Regions from separate parts of the Mus musculus genome. Here region 1 is linked to region 2. A link is a contact called in public promoter capture Hi-C data. All regions are on one chromosome and are shown on one strand. The core of a region is the stretch at or near the end of the contact, and the rest is flanking DNA. Distances in the headings are between cores, read along the strand shown. Region 1 holds the start of Prkaa2 (protein kinase, AMP-activated, alpha 2 catalytic subunit). Region 2 holds the start of Tctex1d1 (Tctex1 domain containing 1).

Region 1 (7,103 bases), core at 3,758-6,257, 2.1 Mb after region 2:
CAGACAGAGCAAACCCTATTCAAGTCATGTATTGTACACCCCTACCCCAACTAAACACTAGCAAATAGCCAGGCATCAGAGTGCACAAGGCCAGCCTGGTCTACACAGCAAGTTGTAGGACAGTCATATCTACGTAGTGAGACCTTATCTCAAAAAGCAAAACAACAAATATATGTATGATAAGAAAATACATGTGTGTATGATAGAATAAGTGAAAACATGGTCAACAGTAAAACACTGTTACTAGTAAAATGCAAAGCTAACACTTCATGCCCAGTGGAATAACTGTAACAATCAGATAGCCGCTGTTGATAAAGAAAGGGAGAGAAGCCGGGCAGTGGTGGCACAGGTCTTTAATCCCAGCACTTGGGAGGCAGGGGCAGATGGATTTCTGGGTTCGAGTCCATCCCGGTCTACAGAGTGAGTTCCAGGACAGCCAGGGCTACACAGAGAAACCCTGTCTCAAACCAAAAGAAAAGAAATGAAAGAAAGAAAGAAAGAAAGAAAGAAAGAAAGGAAGGAAGGAAGGAAGGAAGGAAGGAAGGAAGGAAGGAAGGAAGGGAGAGCAATGTTGGTGGGATATAAAACAGTACAACCATTTTGGAAAACTATTTGTCAGCATCTCAAAAAGTTAAGGATAAAACTACACTAGGAACCAGCAATTCCATTGCTAAGTACCCATCCAAGGTGTGAAAAGATGTGCGTCCCCAGTGTTAAGGTTTGGATATGAACTGTCCCTCAAAAAGACCCTGTGTGCTGAGGAATCAGTCTCCAGATAGTGGCACTACTGAAGGGGACTGGATTCCACCTCCAACAAGGGACTGATCCCTGCTGTGTTCATAGCATGATGGCCATACTGGGTGGTAATAGAAAGCGGGAGGCGAGCTTTATTACATCTTTTTATCTCTTTAATGAGGTAAGTTTCTTTGCTTCATATATTTCCTAGCACAGTGTTCTGCCTCATTACAACACAGGACAAATTGATCAAGTTGGGATAATATCATTGTGCACTGTGTAAGGATTGTCTTTTATTACTCAAATGCTGAGTTCTGCGCCAGCAGAGAGCTGAAAGCAGAGCGGACTTTGGTATTGTTATTCATATGGCTACATCATTTTGTAAACACTCCCTCTCTCACCTTCTGATGGTTTTAATAAAGAGCTGATGGCCTACAGTGAAGCAGGAAAGGACAGAAGGGATTTTAGGAGAGACAGGACTCTCTCTGTGGAAGGAGAGTCAGGTGAGGGAGAATTCTCCAGCCAGATGCTGAGGAAGACATGGTACTAGAGACAGACATAAATGGGTTAATTTACAAGCTAGGTGGGAATAGGCCTAAGTTAAGCCCTTAAGCATTCACAATAAATATAAGCCCCCGTGTCACTACTCAGGAGCTGGTGATCCCAAAGAAGTTTCCCTTACAAGTAACCACAGACTGGAGCCTCTTAAACACAGCTGAACTACATCTTTGTACCCTTTGAGTTATTTTCCCAAGTATTTTCTCAGAGGAGCAACACACATCCACACACAGAGCTCTGCATGTGAATCTTCATAGAGGCACTCTTTATAACAGCCTATATAGCAAGACAATGTCCAGCAGCTAAGAATGTAAGAGGATGGTGGCACAGACATACAATGGATGATCACACAACAATAAAAAGGAAGAAATCGGCTACATGTTATGCTAGATATGAACCTCAAAAACAAAATACTAGACATAGAGACACCTTTACTCCATGATACCAATTCATCTTTTTCCAGCAAAGACATTTCTTATACATATTAGACATAGATAGTGGTATCTGAGGGTTGTGGGTGTGAATGATATTAACTGTAAATGGCTAAAATAAATGTTCTACAGCTAAGATACAATGATGGTTGTGGTACTTGGCAAAATTACTAAAAACTGTTAATGGTACACTTAAAATCAGTGTTTTTAAAAATATGTAAAACACACCTCAGTATATGTTTTTAAAGCTACATTTGCCTTGGATAGGGGAGGGGCTCAAGAAAGTCCACTCCTAGATGAGAAACTACTTAGGCAGTTCATGGCTGCTCGTGGGGCTGGGGGCAGGGGGCCTCTAGTAGGTTACCTGTGTTCCAGTGGTTGGCTCTATACCCAGGCACAGATTTGCAGATAGATATATATGTAAAGATAGACAGATGTGAAATTGGAATGGAGATTTGGTGGGAGGGCATTAAAGGAGTTGGAAAGAGAAAGGGCAGGGACTCTGATTAAAGCACATTGTATGAAATGTCAAATAATAAATTAAAATGTACTCTTTTTTTTAAGTTTTAGGATTTACTTGTTTTATGTATATGAGCTGTAGCTGTCTTCAGACACACCAAAAGAGGGCAACAGATCCCATTACATGGTTGTGAGCCACCATGTGGTTGCTGGGAATTGAACTCAGGACCTCTGGAAGAGCAGTTTGTGCTCTTAACCACTGGGCCATCTCTCCAGCCCTAAAATGTATTCTTAATACGCATATACTTTGTTTCACCAGCCCCTTGACTTAACAACTACAGCTGTATTGATTACAAACCCACTTGACCTAGCTTAATTTCTGTCATAAAACACCCCAACTAAAAGTGACTTAGGGAAGAAAGGGTTTATTTTAATTCAGTTTCCAGGCTACAGTCCGTTTGAGGGAAGTCAAGGCAGGAACGTGAAGCACATCCTCGGTCACCAGCAGAGAGAGAGAACACATGCAGGCAGGCCTGCTCATCATGCTCGCCCATCCCTCTATACTTAACAGAGCGCAGGACCCAAACTCAGGGAACAGTACTGCCCAGAATGGGGGAGGGCTTCCCACTTGAGCATGCGCAGAAGCTAACTGGATCTAAATAATTCTTCATTAAGCTTCCCTTCCTAGGTGTTTCTTCCTTGTGTGCATTTGACAATTAATAGTAACTATCACACCACATAGGGAATATCTCTTTAGGGAAGATAAAATGGTCAGGAGAAATCCAAACAGCTCGTTCCAGCAGGGTTCTCCAGGAAAAAGATTTTTCTCATAAGCCAAAGGTCCCTTCTGCTCCATTTATATTTTAGGAAGCTGGCGCTTAGAAGCAGACAGAGACTATAACCAAATATTTTCGAACTATCCCTTGACAATGGCCTGAGAAATCAGATCGGGTATTCCACTCTACATCAAGAGGAAAAAAAAAAAAGCAAGCGCAAACAAAAGCACTTAGCAGAACATGAAAGCATATAGGCTAAGTTATATAACTTACCCTAAATGGCAAAGCAGCCGTTTGCATAACTTTGCAATGCCACAGCAAAGCAGTTCTCTGCAAAGATGGTGGCAACATCATTATCTAATCTCTATCATTATCATCTCCCAACTATCCACAACTCTTACAAGATCCCAACTTCACAAGACTTCAAAGAATTTTACAAACATTTTAGGTCTTTACAAAAATACCCACTCCGTGAGGCCACGTGGCACCTTAATATAATCTGCCAACCTCACAAAAGGCTCCATCCTTCCTTCCCCTGTTCTCCTTTCTCAATAGGAGGGGGCCATATACTTTTCACATGTATTCTGATTGTCTTTCCCTCATAGCGAGTAAGTCCCAGGAGAGCTCAGGTTTTGCTCTTTCCTAGAACTCCGTTGCCCAGAACAGTTCCCCGCATGTGGTGAGAGCATTCAGTGTTTTCTAGTTGTACAAACCGGTATTAGATACACCAAGAGGAGTTAATCCTCGCAGGAATGAGGAGTCTCTCCCTTCTATTCAAACCTTCACTGGAGGTTAAAATGTAGAAAATAAGCCTCAGCATAAAATCCCCAGACTGCTTACCCGATATTTATTCAACAACAACAAAAGGCTAATGTTTCACTTTTAATTCCCAACTTGCTACCAAGTATTTTTTTTAACAAGAGCTGTAGTTCTGTTAAAAGGACGGGTAATCAAACCCCATGTGACTCTTATTAACTAATAAGAAAGCAAAGCAAAGTTTAATACTTAACTAGTTTAGTGCAGTGTGACATTTCAAAAGCAACCAGTTTTTTTCCAAAACCCCCAAAGCAGTCCCTTCACCAACAAACATACCCCTTGCCTAAGCAAGTCTGACCTCTTGGGGACCCAAAGTCGATCACCAAGCAACATTTTCTCCCAGACCCTGACCACAGAATCCTTCCTTGAACCAATCAACCTACAGAGCTAGGGGTTCTCCTAAATTCTCTGTCCAACCCGCTGCATTCCAGCGTTTTCACACACCCAGCAGAGGGACTTGGCACCTCTCTGCTATGGGCATGCCCCTGGTCAACTCCACCATCAAAGGACTGGGACAGGGAAGAATCTGGGAAAGGCAGGGACCTCATCAGCAAGGCCAAAATTGGAGGACATCTTAGACCTCACCCTGAATCTGCCAATTCTCTGTGACCTTGGGCGTGTCTCTGAAGCCTTGGAGCTCGAGTTCTCTCACCTTTAAGGTGAGGACCGCACCCGGCCGGTGCCACGTTAAGGATTAAGTGTGACCACAGATGAGGCTCCACGCAGAGCACTTGGCACCAGTGGGAGACCCCCTCCCAATTCGCGGCGGGCGCCGTGACTCCCCCATCCTCCCCACGCTTCGGGGCCCTTCGGACTGGGCCAATCGCCCAATTCTGCAGACAAGCGAGCTGAGGCATAGAGAAAAGACAGGGCGCTCGGAGGCACCCCCCGCCAAGGCACACCCCATAACCGCTGGTCCCCCCGGACCCACGCCCGGGCTGCGGCTCCAGGTGCTTGTGCCCCGGGCTCGCCCGCGAGCGCTCCACCTGCCACCCGGCCTCGCTCGCGCCTGCCCGCCCGCCCGCGCCGCTGCACTCACTCTTCACTTTGCCGAAGGTGCCGACGCCCAGGGTGTCCCCCAGGACGTAGTGTCCGATCTTCACCCGCCCGTCGTGCTTCTGCTTCTCAGCCATGTTCGGCGCACGGGCTCCCCCTGCCGCGGGCTCTGAGCGCCGCCGCCGCTACCGCTGCCGCCGCCGCTACCGCCGCCACCGCCGCCGCCGCCGCCTACCCACAGTGCAGCGGGCCCGGGGGGCGGGACGGGGACGCCCGGGGCGCGGTGGGGAGAGCGCAGCCCGGCGCGTGTGGACGCAGGCTGGGGGAGCAGAGCCGAGGCGTCCCGAGAAAAGCCCAGGGCGGTGAAGATGGAAGGGATGAATCTGAGCGCGACCGAGATGGAAGGAGAATCTGAGGAGAAGTGGGGGTGACGGGGTGTAGACCGTGAGCCATGCCTCGGGACCAGAGGGCAAGGCGCTGGAGAGGGCGGCCCGCCCCTAGCCCCTGGCACGCTCCCCCTAGCCAAGGTTTGTTTGTCTGGGAACGTTCTAGTCCGTACCCTCTTCAGATGGCGTCCCATTGTTTTGTAGTTCCTGGTCGTGTTATTGTTAGGTCTCAACCCCCAGACAAACTGCCAACGGAGACGCCTAGCATTAACATAGCAAAGGTGACGTGACGCTGGTTCTCTCAGCATCCCTTAGTCCCCACCTGGTATAGGGTCCTCCTGCCTGGCATACCCTGACCCCTACCCTGAACTCTCCAGCCCGGGGACTGAGCTGCCCCTTCCCTCAGGTCCTCTGATCCCTAGATAATTCAGCCATTTTGGCTGTGCCAGTTTCTTAGCCCAGGCCACCCACCCCTCTTAGGCTTGGCTCCTCTCTTGCTCTCCCTCCCTCTCTCTCCTCACATGGCCCTGCTGAGTCTGACCATGTGTCTCTGCCTCTGCTTCTGCCTGTATGTTCATTTTATCTATAACAGGCCTTCCTCATTGTGTTAGTTAAAGCTTTTATTGTTGCGATAAAACACCATAACCAGAAAGCAAGTTGGGGAGGGCAGGGTTTATTTTTTACACCTCCACCGCACTGTTCATCATTGAAGGAAGTCAGGACAGGAACTCAATGCATGGAACCTGGAGGCAAGAGCTGATGCGGAGGCCATGGGGGGTTGGGGAGGGGTTGCTGCATACTGGTTGGCTCATCAGGGCTGGTCCAGCCTGTTTTCCTACAGACCCCAGGACCACCAGCGCAAGGATGGAACCACCCGCAATGGGCCCTTCCCCACCAATCACTAATTAAGCCTTACAGCTGGATTTTCTCAGTTGAGGTTCCCTCCTTTCAGATGACCTTGTGTCAAGTTGCCATATGACAAGCCAGCACATCCACCATACCCAGGAGCAGTTATGGTCTCCTTTTATTTCTTTTCTTCATTCAGTTATATAGACAATCGTGTTATAGAGATAAAAGACATTCTCTTCAGGACTCTCAATTCTAACTCATTTGAACAAAATTTCCCAATAAATCATAGACACAGCCCTAAGTATATTTCAGCACTTGCATACATGTGTGTAGATATGCATTATATACGGGACAAGGGAGAAATACTAAAAGAAATAGGAAATAATTTACATGTGCAGGTAAATGTAGAACATAGACAAAACACAGAAGGGATCAAAGAATTGTGGGAAACAAAATGATGTAAAAACACATTAAAGAAATGAGTGTATTGAGGATGGAAGTAAAAAATAATAATAATAATAATAAAAGGGAATCCAAAGCATGCCCAGAGTGTTACCAGTGGGCAAATCACTTATGAGCAAGCAATCTCTTCCTCCCGGCTCCCCTCACTCTTCCCCTCCCTTTACTTAATGTTAGCCGACCTTGCCATAGCTGAAGATTATTTGCTTCCTATACAGAAATATGAAGACTCATGTGACTTCCATTTAGCAGTTCCCTGCACTCATACAAACGTGCTTCAAAACATAAATACTTAAAAAAAAAAAAACATAAATACTTGCAGCTTTTCCCATAAAAAAATAATTTAGAAACACAAAGAAAAGGGATTATTTGCTGTTTGGGGATAAATTATTAAAGGTTAGTCAAACATCTGTGACACTGTGCATGCCGATAGAGTTTCATAGTCACATGCCTCGAACGTGAAGCCTCAAGTCACGCTGTTTGTATGTAAAGAGTGAACCGGGAACTGGGTATGACACAACTTGTTTCCTGAGACCTAGTAAACATACAGCTGACCAACTGGTGTGTCCACCATGGCGATCTGATGAGAGATGATCTCGGCGTATAAATTATAGACATCACAGCTGTCGGACATGGGC
Region 2 (6,698 bases), core at 235-2,734:
ATGTGACAGCCTCGATGTGCTTCTCAGACAAAATATATATATTGAATAGAGGAAATTCTATTTTACCTAAAGTTATTTCCATAAATGGGGAAATGATGGGGGTTTTTGTTTTTGTTTGTTGTTTGTTGTTTGTTTGTTTGTTTAAGACAAGCTAGCTTGTAACTCAATATGTTGATCAGACTGGCCTGGAATTTTCAGTAATCCTCACAACTGCCCCCTTAGCTCTGAGAAAAGAGCCACTATAGCCTTGGATTTTTGAGGGCTTTTAGTTCTTGTGTCTGACAGATGGTTTTAGAGAGGAAGCAGGTCTGGTACCTGGTACCATTTACACAGGCATAGTCCAGAAGGAAGGCAGAGAATGGGAAGCTGGAAAGCGTAAAGCAGGTAGAAAAAAGCATAGGAGAGCCTGTCTGGACTGCGAGTAAGGAAGCCCCGCCCCCACGCACTACAGACCACCAGCACTGCTGCCACCGCCCCATCCTCTCCTTGAATCTTGAATCCATACGCCTCCACCTCAGCCTCCCAAGCGTTGGGGTCGTAATTACACACTACGAATCCCAACACGAAAACATAAACCACAAAAGAAAACTAAAACTTTTTTGGTAAGTAGAACATCAACAAAATGAAGTATTTTCACAACGTATATAATAATATAGTTAGAGAACTGCTAGAATATCTATCCACAGGTATAGCGTTGCATGTTAACAATAAAAGGGGAAGCCAGTTTTAAATAGAGTCAGAGGAGATGGCAGTGCCCACAAGGGGAGTCTAAAGGCCAAGCAGAGTAAGAAGAGCTACACAAGCACACTGGAAAACCAGAGATGCGTAACTTAGAGCAAGGTGTCTTCTACACCCGTGCTGATAGCAAAATGCTGGCAGACAGAATAGCAAACATTGCTGAGGGCAGTGAGAATAAAAATAGATCCAGCTGTTTAGTGCACACATCATCTGGACATTAATAATATATAAATAAATAAAATAAAAATAAAACATTAAGTTCTGTAGAGGCAGACAGCTTAATTCCTTTCATATCTCCTAGTATGACATCTCAAAGACAGAACAGCACCTGCGCACAAAACTGTCCTTCATGGACTATTTTGATCAGTGAGTGAGCAGTTATTATTGCATTATGTGAATTCTTAAGTAATTAAGTCTTTTTTGCTCTAAAATAAATTCTGCTTACAAGTCCATTATATAGTAAGTCCGGAGTGACTTGTAAGATGAATTTACAACCTAGGAAAAGTGTTTATTCAAGTGTTTGGTACAAAGCAAGCTTTATTTTAGCTTTCTTATTGAAAAAGTCCATTTGCATCTATTCCAAAAACGAAAGGAAGGGAGAAGAAGGAAGGAAGAACAAGGAGGAGAGTAAGGGTTTCCTCTGCACTGGAAATATGGCAGGGCTGGCCACACCCCTCGTTAATGACGTCACAGTCATGTGACATAGCCAGGCCTCAAACACATCCAGCATCACCTCTCCTGATTGCAGTGTGGCTTTGAAACCATGCCTCCTTCAGGCCCTGCAGGAGATGTCTATCGTCTGGCCTTGACCATCAGTTCCGTTCCTCTCAGATGAACAGTAGCCCACCACGTCAAGAGCTGGCCCTGCGCTTTTACCCACACCTATGATTGTTCTGCCAGTCTCCTGTGCTAGGTTTTACATCTGTCAGTCCAGGGCTTGACTGTTCATGGGAGGTAGGTATATTCTGTGTCCTTCGAAAAACACCCTTACTCTTGGGGAAAAAAAAAAAGCTTCCCACAAGACGATACCTTCTACTGTTTTCTCATTTCTTTAATTTGTGAAGGTTTTCAACTTCTGTTTCCACTATAGCCTTCTAAAAAGATAGGCCAATTGGGATAAGATATCATGAAACTGCATGACTTCCACAAAGACGCACCATTTACTGCTAGGAAATGAGCTGGCATGCTTTAGGTTTTAAACATAATCAGAAGGGGAAAAAAAATCCATAGATAGTCTTAGTCCCCAGTTAAGCAAGTCTCTGTATATTGTATCTTTCTCTATATATCATATTCCAGGAGCATATTTAATTTTAAATGCATCTTTTGTGTGACCATCACTCTGGACTCTGACACATCATAGGCCATAAATTTTTGTTTAAAAGCTTTTTTAAAAATTAAAAAAAAACAAAAACAAAAAAACCCACAGAACCTATAGCCTTCTTTTCTCTGTGCACTGCAATGTCTATCTATCCACTAGAGGGCAGCACATGACTTTAATGACGCGCTTCCCCATCCTTCCTGAAGGCCCTCTTATGGACATGGGTGGCCACCAGTTACAAAGCCCAGGAATTTATGTTTGTTCTCAACAGTAACTCTTATTTCAAGAAACCTGAATACAATTCTGTCCTCAAAAGTAGCTCATGTACTTCCAAGCACAGCCTGGATTTTTACATGAAACTATACATATTTTGATTTTAAAATACCTTTATATAAGATATACTTCTCTTTTCTCTTTTCCCCTACTGTGAATGTGTTTGTTGAATGCTTACACCAGTTTTTAGATCAGATTCTCAGCACATGCCTGATGCCAGTACTTGAGGAACAAAGGTGGGGAGGATCACAGAGAGTTGGAGGCCAGCCTCGTCTACCGAGCAAACCCCAAGCCAGTCAGCACTGCACAGCAAGACACTGTCTCAATTAATTAAGATAAGATTGACTGCAGCATTCTCTAGGCAATGAGACTAGGTGTCGGAAAGGATTAGCTCGGCAGGTTGGATCACAGAACTGGACTTCATCCACTTGTAGTGTTGGGACATGTAGCCAATATGTTTATTGTATTTATGCCTGCAGTTGAAAGCTTAAATGCATTTAATAAGCAGATCACGTGCTTGTCTTTAGCAATACAAATGCCTCGAGCCTCTTTGTGTAAGCCAGTGTTCTGGACTTCATTGATAAGCCCATGCTTTTAAAATATAGGAACTCCTCAATTTCTAAAAACTGTACCAAGGGGCTAGAGGGATAACTCAGTGCAAGAAACACTGGCTGCTCTTTCAAAGAACCAGGGTTTGCTTCCCAGCACCTATAAGGCAGCTCACAGCCCCAAGTGATCTGACACCCTCTTCTGGCCTCTGTGGGCACCAAGAGTTCGCATGACTCACACAGACATACCTGTAGACTAAAGATCCAGCTACCAAAAATAAAAATAACACAGAAAATAAAAGTAAAAGGAAAATATAACTAGCCCATATTATACTTCCATGTTTCTTGCTCATGCTGCAACCACTGTTAATACCTCTTAAGTCACCCATCACTCAAGTGAGGAATATATTTTAAATTTTCTGTATTCTCTTTCTTTTCTTTTTTTTTTCTGGGTTTCTCTGCATAGCCCTGGCTGTCCTGGAACTCACTCTGTAGACCAGACTGGCCTTGAACTCAAAAATCCTCCTGCCTCTGCCTCCCAAGTGCTAGGATTAAAGGCATGTGCCACCACTGCCTGGCTCCATATTCTCTTCCAGCTCTCCATGTCCAGTCTCTCACATGCTAACCTATAACTATCAGACCTTGGCTCTTTAGGATGAGTAAGGGGCTTGCTTAGCCTCAGGGAAGCCCTACCTCCTATCCTTGAGTTATTTCCTTTTCTGTTGCTGTGCTAAAACACCTTGATCTTATAGAAGGGCAGGTTTATCTGAGTTTGTGGTTCCAGAGGGGTAACTATCCATCATGGCACAGACACATGGGAGCAAGCAGCAGGCACAGCGGCTGGAGCAGGGTGCTGAAAGCTTACGTCATGGAGCACAGGCACAGAGCAGAGAGAACAACGTGTGAGTATGGCCTTAGCTCTCAAAGTCCCATCAGCAGTGACAGGCCTCCTCCACCAAAGGCCAGACCTCCTCAACCTCCCCCTAACACTGCCACCAGCTGGGGGCCAGAGGTTCGAATGCCTCTGAGCAACATTCTCATTCAACACACTACAGTCTTCAATCTGGAAAAGAAACAAACATAAACACGAAGCTCAAAAGTAAAAAAGAATCAGGCTGGAGAAATGGAGCACGCACTGGTCTGCCAGAAGAGCCAAACTCAGTTCCCAGCACCCACATCAGCTCACAGCCACCTTCCACTGCCGTTTTAGTGGGACCCAATGTCTCCGGCTTCCATGGTCACCTGAGGACATGCACACACACATACATACATACACAAACACCACTTTAAAAATTATAAAGTTAAACTTTAAAAAAAAAAAGCTTCCTGAAGTTGTAGTCCACTGGAGACATGGTCAGCCTTGAAAAGGCAAAAAGAAAGCAAGAGGTTACCCAGGCATTTTCCTCTCTGTGATCAAGGCAGCCAGGCTTCTAGTAAAGCAGCTAGGGTCTTCGCTAGGCCTCATCTCCCCCAACAAAACTGACAGCAAGCTCCCTTCACACAGCTGACCCCACTGATCTTCTAGTGGAGTCTGTTTCAACAGTGTCTATCAGTAACATCTAATGTTCCTGGTAATACCATTTTAAAACAAATACAAAACAGTCTCCTAAGCCAAATGGAATTTTTTTCCTACATAAAAGAAGGGCAGTTCAGAGACCTAGGCCACTGCTGTTCTTATCCAGTCTAGGAATCAAGCAGCCTCTGGGATCCTGCCCTCCTCCGTCACTCATTTTAGTCATGGAGGAAACTGAAGACCAGCTCCTACTGGTTAACTTACGTTTGTCGGTTTGGGGTTTTCTTGTGTTGTTTTGTTCTGAGAAATCGTTCTCAAATTCCTACCCAGTCAGTGCTGGCTGCATCACACTGGTTTGTAAGCCACAGAACTTCAGCTGCACAAAAAGGGACCAAGAATTTGCCGTTCTTTTAGTCAGAAATGTTCCCACCATTTAGGGCTCTGTTACCAAGAAAGGAGATGAGCAACACTGGAAAGAAACTGACAATGCCTACCACATGTTAATTCAAAGTTCCCTGATAATAGTGACATACTGGGAGCAATTTAAATGGTCTGGAGAAGAAATGGTTAAGGGAAATGCAAAATGTTTGTATATTAAGCTAATATTTTAACTCTGACTAAGATGCAGTGTCAAGCAAAATAGGATTATGAATGTAAAATCAAATATCTGAAAACCTTCTTTTAATACTAACAGTCATTACCTAAGCACTCTGGTTAGTAAGGTAATTTTACTCTGCACCTTTCCATGTGTTTTGCATGTTTTACAAAGAGCATACAGTATTTACATGATTACCGTGCAAAGAAAAAGACACTAGAGGCTTGGGAGAAGCCCAGCAGGTAAAGCCCTTGCTACACAAGTGTAAGAACTGGGGTAAGCCAGATGGATGTGAGAACTACCTTGTAACACCAGGGGACCGGCAGGGAAAGCAAAGAAGAGGGACGCCCAGAACAAGCTGGCTAGCCAGCCTGGATGACTCAGGAGGCTTCAGCAAGGTGGAGAGGATCAAGAATGACAGCTGACATCAACCTCTGGCTTCTACATGCATCTGCATGCACACACCCACACACAAACACACGCTTATACCTACACATTTATACACTCACACATTCAAATACACACTTATGCACACACACATACGCCTATACATATACACAGTTACACACTCACAAATACATACAGATGCAAAACAAGACTCCGAGAAACCATCTTTAACAATTCAAAAACAGACCAGCCTCTAAAACTTCTAATCTATACGTCAGACTTCAACCCCTGGTTTTTGAAAGTTCCCCAGTAGACGTCATTTTCATACCAATAATAGCACAGGGTGCACTGGCTAGTAGACTTTAATGACCCTAAGAACAGTAGCAAGAGTGGTTGTTCCCTTTGTATTTTAAAGCCAGCTGATATGAACTGTGCATCAACTCTGTTTCCTGTGAATTTTCAGTATGATACCAGAAGACAGCAAAGGCTTACGCCAATGCCTCGTGCATGCTGCACACTGCACACACGTATATCTGAATCGCAGCCACAACTTCCACTAGTCATTGCCCCCTTCTTATTCTGTCTGCTGTAAGCACACATTAAGCTTTTCTACTGCCAGATAGATGAAATATTTGAAATCAAAGACAGCCTTCCCTACAGGTGTGACAGTAAGTCCTTGGCCTCGTTTCTTCTTCTCTCTAAAATGGAGAGAATGATGACTTCTTTACAGCATCAAAGGACGTTGAAAAGATCAAATAAAACAGCTGAGAGGAGGTATTTTGAGATGCACATGAGTAACGCTAGGTACATAGACTCGTCACAGAGTCACAAGCTTCTGCACACGTGTGGTCGGGTTTCATAGGCAGAAGCCGACTATCATCTCTGGTGCTGCCCACAACACCTGTAGCCACAATGGCCTAACTGGTTGGCTGCTACTTCAAACACAGCAGGAAACTGAGAAAAGCAGGTGTTAGAAGGAAGAGGGTGGAATCACCCCCACAAAGATGCATCCTGACAAAGGCAGCCAGAATGGTACCATGCTCTTGGATATTGTGAGTGAACTGGAATTTGTCCCCAAAACTATATTTTACTAAAGGACTTTTAAAAATAGAGGAATGTGATTTTTCTCAAAGTGTCAGGTTGCAGATCCCACTAATGTCAAACATCTGCAAACTAAATATTTTAAACTTCTCACAGACAGAAAAAGAAAGAAAAACCCTAATGACTAAAAACAAGTAAGCTGGCCACGGTGTACGCCTTTAACCCTGACCCTCAGAAGGCAGAGGCAGGTGACCTCTGTGACCTATATAGCCTGGTCTAACTCTT

What was found. Promoter capture Hi-C pulls out the DNA fragments that hold promoters and counts their contacts.
Region 1: a contact with region 2 is called in a promoter capture Hi-C map of hippocampal neurons, with 2.1 times the contacts expected there. The contact joins the promoter of Prkaa2 here to the promoter of Tctex1d1 in region 2. A contact is called at or near these places in 1 of 39 promoter capture datasets (hippocampal neurons) and 1 of 9 other capture datasets (embryonic stem cells).

The regions. Positions count from the first base shown.
Region 1 is chr4:105,104,891-105,111,993 of GRCm38.p6, forward strand. Prkaa2 (protein kinase, AMP-activated, alpha 2 catalytic subunit) reads right to left here and starts at 5,008. Exons shown (of 9, transcript NM_178143.2): 1 at 4,815-5,008. The coding sequence starts at 4,908. Gm36893 (a long non-coding RNA gene) reads left to right here and starts at 5,008. Exons shown (of 2, transcript XR_376484.4): 1 at 5,008-5,298.
Region 2 is chr4:102,984,895-102,991,592 of GRCm38.p6, forward strand. It overlaps Tctex1d1 (Tctex1 domain containing 1), which reads left to right and starts at 1,485. Exons shown (of 5, transcript NM_001163767.1): 1 at 1,485-1,692; 2 at 3,662-3,779. The coding sequence starts at 3,679. Gm12709 (predicted gene 12709) reads right to left here and starts at 4,861. Exons shown (of 4, transcript NR_040444.1): 1 at 4,655-4,861.